Regions from separate parts of the Sus scrofa genome. Here region 2 is linked to region 1. The links are chromatin contacts, called in public promoter capture Hi-C maps. All regions are on one chromosome and are shown on one strand. The core of a region is the stretch at or near the end of the contact, and the rest is flanking DNA. Distances in the headings are between cores, read along the strand shown. Region 1 holds the start of RALBP1 (ralA-binding protein 1). Region 2 has its middle 16 kb from the start of TWSG1.

The links. Promoter capture Hi-C pulls out the DNA fragments that hold promoters and counts their contacts.
Region 2: a promoter capture Hi-C map of liver shows a contact between it and region 1, with 4 times the contacts expected there. The contact joins the enhancer-like site here to the promoter of RALBP1 in region 1. A contact is called at or near these places in 1 of 5 promoter capture datasets (liver), 6 of 47 Hi-C or Micro-C datasets (embryonic fibroblasts, epiblast stem cells, fetal heart ventricle and 2 more) and 1 of 2 datasets of contacts at active chromatin or transcription factors (skeletal muscle).

The regions. Positions count from the first base shown.
Region 1 is chr6:98,596,873-98,600,683 of Sscrofa11.1, reverse strand. RALBP1 (ralA-binding protein 1) reads left to right here and starts at 1,739. Exons shown (of 11, transcript XM_003127830.6): 1 at 1,739-2,655.
Region 2 is chr6:98,692,840-98,696,650 of Sscrofa11.1, reverse strand. No RefSeq gene overlaps it. Among named protein-coding and RNA genes, the nearest start is that of TWSG1, 16 kb to the right of the region's middle. Within about 2 kb of position 1,645, at least 1 of the 83 cell types and tissues checked has an H3K27ac peak or open chromatin away from gene starts, as enhancers often do. A contact at or near this core is called in liver, where this site is marked.

The DNA.
Region 1 (3,811 bases), core at 490-2,989:
ATTCTCACAGATGCTAACTGGATTCTTAACTGCTGAGCCACAACGGGAACTCCAACACAGGAAATTTATGGCTCACAATTCTAACGTCTATAGGATCATCTACAGGACAGGTCAAACAGGTGAGATGGGATAGTGCAGCTCTAATGTGCAGCAACACAAGGGTCTCCCAGCGCACGTTTGACAGTACTGACTTCATCATCAGGCTGTACTGGTGCCTCTCCAATAAACCCTATCCCTCCAGGCTTTCCTCTTTAGGAGCAAAACAGCTGCCACAGTTGCAGACCGCATAAACTTTCACCATACCAGAAGAGCAAGAATGCTGCAGTTTACTAGAAGCTCCAACCCAAGTCTCAGTGGATCTCGTCGGCTCTGACTGAGTTAGGTGACCATCTCTGAAAGCCTCCACCACCAAAAGGAAGAATTATGCTGTGTGGCTTAAATGGGAGGAATAAATTGCAGGAGGCAACCAACAAATATGTTCCATAACCACACAAATTAGCCCTAAATAATAATAAATAAATAGCTGCATTGGCTCTCTCGGCTAGGTTCACATACTCAAAGCACTTTAGAAAGAGGTATGCTAGCCATGCCCTCTGAAACTGAAACACAGTCTCCATGCGGTCAGCTGTTTGTTTCCTCCCTCCTCCACTAGCACTCCAAGTCTCCTTTTGGCTTCATTCATTGCTGCTGCACAAAGGCCTCTTTTTGTTGTGAAGAAGGTGGCGGTCAGCTGTTGCTACAGTAAGATGCAATCTTCCCTCCCTTTTTTGTGTTCATATAACAATTTCCAGCAAGGGGTCAATAATGCCCAACTTGGATCAGTCCTATCCCTTGGCCCAGTCGGTGCTGCCAAAGGCAGAGTATTCTAACTGGCTTGGTTAACGTGCCGATCGATCCCAGTGGTGAGGACACTGTGCTGTTGCCAGTGAGGCAATAAGAAAATTTTAAAGCTGTCAAAACAATGGCAAGCACAGACCAACTTGGTATTTTATTTTTATTTTTATTTTTCCTTTTTCAGATAAAAGTTTTCATGGGTCCTGGAGATTCATGTATCTCCAGACTTAAACAGAAGCTTTTATTTTATTTATTTATTTATTTTTGTCTTTTTGCTATTTCTTGGGCCGCTCCTGCTGGCATATGGAGATTCCCAGGCTAGGGGTCCAATCAGAGCTGTAGCCACCGGCCTACACCAGAGCCACAGGAACCGGAATCCCAGCCGCGTCTGCAGCTCAGCAGCTCACGGCAACGTCGGATCGTTAACCCACTGAGCAAGGGCAGGGACCGAACCCGCAACCTTATGGTTCCTAGTCGGATTTGTTAACCACTGCGCCACGACGGGAACTCCCAACTTGGTATTTTAATTGTGGGCTCTTCTTGAAGGTCAGACAAGGTGGCTGCACTTTATTGAGAAGGAAATGTAAAGTACGAGGGAGACCTACTGTTAGCCTTGAGTAAAGAGCAAGGCAAGATGGATTAGAGAGGTCAATCTAAACATGGAATGAAGTTCAGAGGAGCATCGCAGGTGGGAATGTGAGGATCGGGAAGCGCCATCTATTCCGGTTTTATCATTCCTCTAATAAACCGCCACACTTTATGAAACAGTAACAGTTAAAGGCCCCTGGTTTCCAGCCATGCATTAGCACAATTCTTCCAGCTTTTGTGAAGGCGTTCTGGAGGAAGTACGGTTATTTTGGTCTTCTTCTAGATTCAATGCTTTTGGTTGGCAAGCTAACCGTGCGATGGGCAGTTCTAATTAAGGAGCTCCTCGGGAAACGCCGAGCCAGAGAAGGCGGTGGGAACTGGGACCCCGTTGCACCGCAAGACCCGAGGGTTTGCCTTCTGGACACTAATTTCAGGGATGCCGAGGTCAGTCCCGGCACGGAGTCTACACAAGTTTCTCCGCGGAGGCCACGGCGCTCCCTGTGCCGCAACCCGCAGCCAAAGTCCCCACGGAAGCCGAAGCCTCTGCGCCCAATCGGGGCGGGGGGAGGCCCCACCCAAGAGCGGGCCGAGCCGGCCTCCGGGCCGGTTTAACTGGTTACGGCTGAAACCCGCCGGCGGGAAGGTCTGAGCTTCCGCAGCTAAGAAACACGTTGCCCTCCTCCAGTCCGCGGCCAGCACCGCCCCAGCGATCCTCGCAGACCTCGCTTGGGCAAGGTGCGCGTCGCCCGCCACCACCAGGAACTGCGCAGGCGCCAGCGGACTCGAGCCCGGCGCGTCCTCTCGCGCGCTCCCAGCTCTCCCCAGCGGGCGCCGGGACCGGGCAGGCGTGGTGCTTCCTGGGTGTTGTAGTGCGCTTCCTGGCGGAGGACTGCCTACAGCCTCGGCTATGGGTTTCCGTGGACTACCGCTCCCAGCGTGCTCCACGCTGGGGGCATAGGGCGCCGGCCCTCGACGGCTCCGGCCTTCAGCGCCGAGCTGGGGACCCGGGAAGCCGGCTGCGGCGGGGAAGGAGTGCGCGTGCGCGCTGGCCCGGCTCGTCCGGTTCTGTCCCAATCATTGTAAACAGGCGGAGGCTGGGGCGGGGTGGGAATGGGGTGCCAGAGGCCGGCCCAGGGCTTAGCGAAGGAGGTGGTTGCGGCGGCGGCGGCGGCGGCGTGAGAGTCGGGAAGCGGCGGCTGCGGCAGGGCAGGCGCTCACCCGGCGCGGGCGCAGGTCAGTGGCGAACGGTGGGTGGGCGGGGGTCGCGGCGTATGTCAGCCTGGAGCGGGGCCAGGCTCCTGGCCGGCGCGGCGGGGGCGGGGGCGTGGCTGCCCTAGCGGGCTGGACCCGGCGGGTTCCTCCGCGTTTCGCCCCCACTGCCGGTCTCTCCCGCTCTTCAGCTGGCCTATCGGGACTCCGCGGTGTGTCCGGGCTCTTGGGTCTAGGGGAGGAGGGTGGGTTTGGGGCTCTGCCTCAGGCAGCCACTGAGCGCGGGGATGGAGCTTGGGGACTCGGCCCTTTACGTAACCGCAGCGGAACTGTGACCGGCCTCTAGTGCTGCCAGGTGGGCGGGGAGGGGCTCGCGGTCTTCCACCGCCAGCGCGGGAGCGGCAGAGCTCCGGGGCTTCCGCGGGACCGATCCGAGGGGAAAATTCTTTTCACAACCTTGTCTATTAGGTTTGTGCTTAAAGGCTTTATTGAGGTCAGCATACCCCCCACCCCCCACGCTTGGTCGTTGTGAGAGTGAAACAGGTTTTACAAAATTCCCGCACCTCTGCTTTACCTGAAGTCATTATGCTGCTTCAGGTTCTGGGATTCATGACCCAGAGCCTTCCTCTTGAGCAAGCAACATGTCTCGGGCCTGGTGGAGTTCTGGAAGGTGATTAAAATACTAATTCGAGGGATTTTGAACATTCTTTTGAAAGAAGCACAGTCATTTGGACACTGAGTTAACACACCGACTCGCCCCATTAGCAGAGCTTTCGCCGATTTTTTTTTTATTGAGCGGAGCGTGCATGTCCCAGGGTTGCGGCCCTTGGGTGACATTCTGTCCCACTGGGCAGTTATTCACGGAATATTCAAGAAGTCATAAGGGACAGGCCCACTTGTGGTTTGGTGGTCCTGGAGGCAGCAGTACTTCTAAAAGAATAAGTGGACCTCTGAATGAGAAAGGTGACTTCACTTTTTGCCTTTCCAGTTTTCTAGATGATTAATTAATTCCTTTCTGAGTATTTTCCTGAGAATGCGTAATTGCTGTAAACTGAATTGGTGAGTAGTCGAGGTAGGAAGTTAGTAGAAGGGTTCCCACTTTTCATAGTAGCCCGTTTGACAGTAACTGTTGAGAAGTAATTCTTTAAACAAAGTATCTTGAAGCAAGGTGACATAATTT
Region 2 (3,811 bases), core at 396-2,895, 96 kb before region 1:
CAGTACGGGATCCAAGCCATGTCTGTGACCTACGCCGCAGCTCATGGCAACATCACATCCTTAACCCACTGAACAAGGCCAGGGATTGAACCTACTATATCCTCATGGATACTAGTCAGCTTCATTACCACTGAGCCACAATGGGAACTCCCCATTGATAAATTTTTAATGTATATTTTTAAAAGTTACATGCTATATGTAGATATTCGAGTTGTACTATATAAAAAGCTTTTAGGTAAACGTCTTTTTCATCCACTTCTAAAGAAAATTTGCTGTTGATACAGAGATTGAGACATATGTAGCATATGTTTATAGGGTAAAAAAATACCACCACTGTGCCCATAACTTAGCTTAAGAGCATTATCAGTACCTTTCTATTCAGTTTTTTTTTTTAATTGTATAATTTGTATCCAATAAAAATGCCCACATCTGAAGTAGGGAGTTTGATAAATCCTAAAAAATGCATACACTGATGTTACCATCACCCAAACCAAGAAGTTCCCTTGAGCCCTCTTGCAGAGTACTGCACCCCAGAGTCCTATCACCACATGTTTCCTGTACTTGTTCTTGAACTTTGTGTATATGAACTCAAATGGTATGTACTGCTTTGTGTCTGCTTTCTTTCAACATAAGCTTTGAAATTCCGAAGCTGCATGTGTCAGTAATCCGTTCCTTTTTATGAATGAGTGGGAGTATTTTGTATAAACCTGTTTATTCACTCTCTTGTTGGTAGACACTTAGATTGTTCCCAGTTGGGGGCTTTCATGAATAAAACTGCTCTAAACACGCTGGTCTTTTTTTGTGTGTGTGAACACATTCTTTCATCACTCTTGGGTCCATACCTTGGCTACAGTCACCATGTCGTAGTGCATGGGTGTATATCTCACTTCAGTGGAAGCTGCAGTTCTCAAAGTGGCTGTAGTTTTACACCCTTCTGGCAACTGTGAGAGGCCAGGTTCCTTTGAGTCCTCATCAATATTTGGTGGTGTCAGTCTTTAGTTTTAGCATTTTAGGTGAATATGCAATGGTTACCCTCTTCTCTGATGCCTAAGAAGGTTGAACATACCTTGTAGTATGTTTAGTGGCCATTTGTACATTCTGTTTTGTGAAATGTCACATGTTTTGCTCATTTTTCATTGTGTCGTCTTTTTATTGATTTGCAGGAAGTTCTTTTCTCCACACCAATCCTTTGTCAGGTCTGTCCTAAATATTTTGACCTCGTCTATAGCTGGCCTCTCCATTTCTCTTCATGACTAGTTTCCTCACTTTCACAATACTTCTACACTGTCATGACTTTTTCAGAATACAGAGTCGATGTCCTATCAGCTGCCCTCCAAAAATGTTCCCTTCAATTACTAGCAGCTCAGCAGCCACACAGATATGCAACCATAGCTTTCAGCTTCTTAGCAACACTACCTCTATTTAATTGTAAAGCCAGTAATATTTGAGTATCAGACGTCTTGAAAAATCCTCTCCTGAATTAACCTACGGTTGTCTTGACACCCTTTACATCTTGTCTAGGTTGTCAAGCTCCTCTGTGCAGTTCCTAGTAATGCGCTTGCTTGCTTGTTCAAGTGGCATGTGGATGGACTTTAGGAAGCAGGTGACTTGTCTGAACTGTGTCCTGTTGGCAGTTTCCAGCTCTTTTGCTGATTTACACTTGTCTGTTATTCATGGGCTCAGCCAGCACACACTTGGTGGTACATGAGCTGTCCCAGGGACTGTGTCTCTTGAGAATTTACACAGCATTTACCTGGGTAATCAGTTTCTCAAACCTTTTGGTCACAGGACTTGTCTGGACTCCAAGAAGTACTCTGAGAGCTTTTGCTTATGTGCGGTATCAACTGATATGTGCCATTGTTGAAAGAGTTTTTTGGTTTTTTAGGGCTGCATTTGCATATGAGATTTCCAGGCTAGGCATCGAATTGGAGCTTCAGCTGCCAGCCTACACCACAGCCACAACCATGCCAGGTCGGAGCCACATCTGCGACCTGCACCGCAGTGCACAGCAACACTGGATTCTTTAACCCACTGAGCGAGGCCAGGGATCGAACCCTCGTCCTCAGGTATAGTGGTCGGGTTTGTTACAGCTGAGCCACAATGGGAACTCCAGTTTTTAAGGAATTTGTTAATAAATGCTTTTCATGTTGATTATTATGAAAAATATATTTCCAAAAATAAAGATCAGGAAAGTGCATTATTTTAAATTGTTGCAACTCTCTTTAATATCTGGCCAAAAAGAAGAAAGCTAGAATTTTCTGTCTGCTTCTGCACGCTGTTGTATCTGTTATTTGTTCTGTTTTGGGGTTAGTTTGGTTTGGTTGAAGAAAATCTGGTCTCAGTAGGAAAAGGAATATTTTAATAGATTTTCAGATAACTCTGGGCATTTATTCTTGAGTCCTCAGCAAATGTATATGTTTCTAAAACAATTTGTTTCATGGAATCTGAAACTATACCTGTGAATTCTTCGTAACTGTATTATGTTGAAATCCATTGATCTGGCTTGTATTTGGAATGGGTCTTTTTAACATGCATGATCTTGTGACATCATGTATTGATCATTTTGAGAATATTGGTTTACTGAGTTATTTGTGTTTCCCAAGTGTTGACACATTTCATTATACAGTACAAAAAAACCCTCAGCTTGTTAATATCACTTCTGATTTCATCAGAAATGGGTCTTTTAAGTTGTGAAATTCTAGGTGACAGATGCAAGTTATCCAAAATTCTAATTTTCACTTAAAAGCCCAAACATCATTGGCAACAAACATTGTCACTTGTTTTCCTTAAAGAGACAACCTCACTTTATGTATATGAGACTATAAAATGCCAGGAAATCAAATATGAATAACTATAGCTTGTCATCTTTTCAAGTAAAAATGATATTCCATGGAAAAAGCAGTTCAGCTCGAAACTCAAGTGCTTTTTTCCTCCAATCGTTTTACTTTGGTATGCCACAAAAGTATAGTATGAATTCTCCCCTTCTGTTACAGAGAATACTAAAAAGACATGTACTCAAAAGTTGAAATTTAATCTGATTTTTACTGCTTTATCAAGGACCTACTTAAGTGAAGTCGGCCTTTTTTTTTTTTTTTTTTTTTTTTTTTTTTTTTAAACTGAGTGTTTGGCGCTGGCTCCCAGTACAGCTGGGTACATCTGCCTCAGTTTGTTTTAAGGAATCAGCAGTTTTACAGTTGTGGCTTTAATAAAAAGGCAACACAGTTTAAAAGACAAATGCTGTCTTACCATTACTGTGAAAGTGCTTTGACTTCACAGGTCCCCCAGGCTTCTCCAGGGATCCCTGTGCATCTGTGGACTGCATTTTAAGAAGGGCTGACCTACATGGCCACTTGCTCAGTGTTCACTATGAATATGGACAAGAGGAAGCAACTAAATTATGTGGTTGGTTAGTCTTTGCTGATGACAGCAGAAACCTAAATTTATCCCAAACCAATTCCTTCATGATCATTGGTGCTTGTATAAGAATTAAATCCCACCCCCCCCCATGGCTTCCTGAGTTGGAGATCTGACAGTCTTTGCCTTAATTTTAAATTGTAGTATGAGTTCTAAGTTACTTCTGGACAGCTTTGACTATTAGAAAACTTAAAAAAAAAAAAAAAATGAAGAGCCTAGGAGCTCTCGTTGTGGTTCAGTGGTTAAGAATTGAACTAGTATCCATGAGGATGTGGATTCCCGGCCTCACTCAGTGTGTTAAGGATCCAGTATAGCCATGAGCCCTGGTGTGGGTCACAGAGACAGCTCGGATCCTGCATTGCTGTGGCTGTGGCTGTGGCATAGGCCTCAGCTGTAG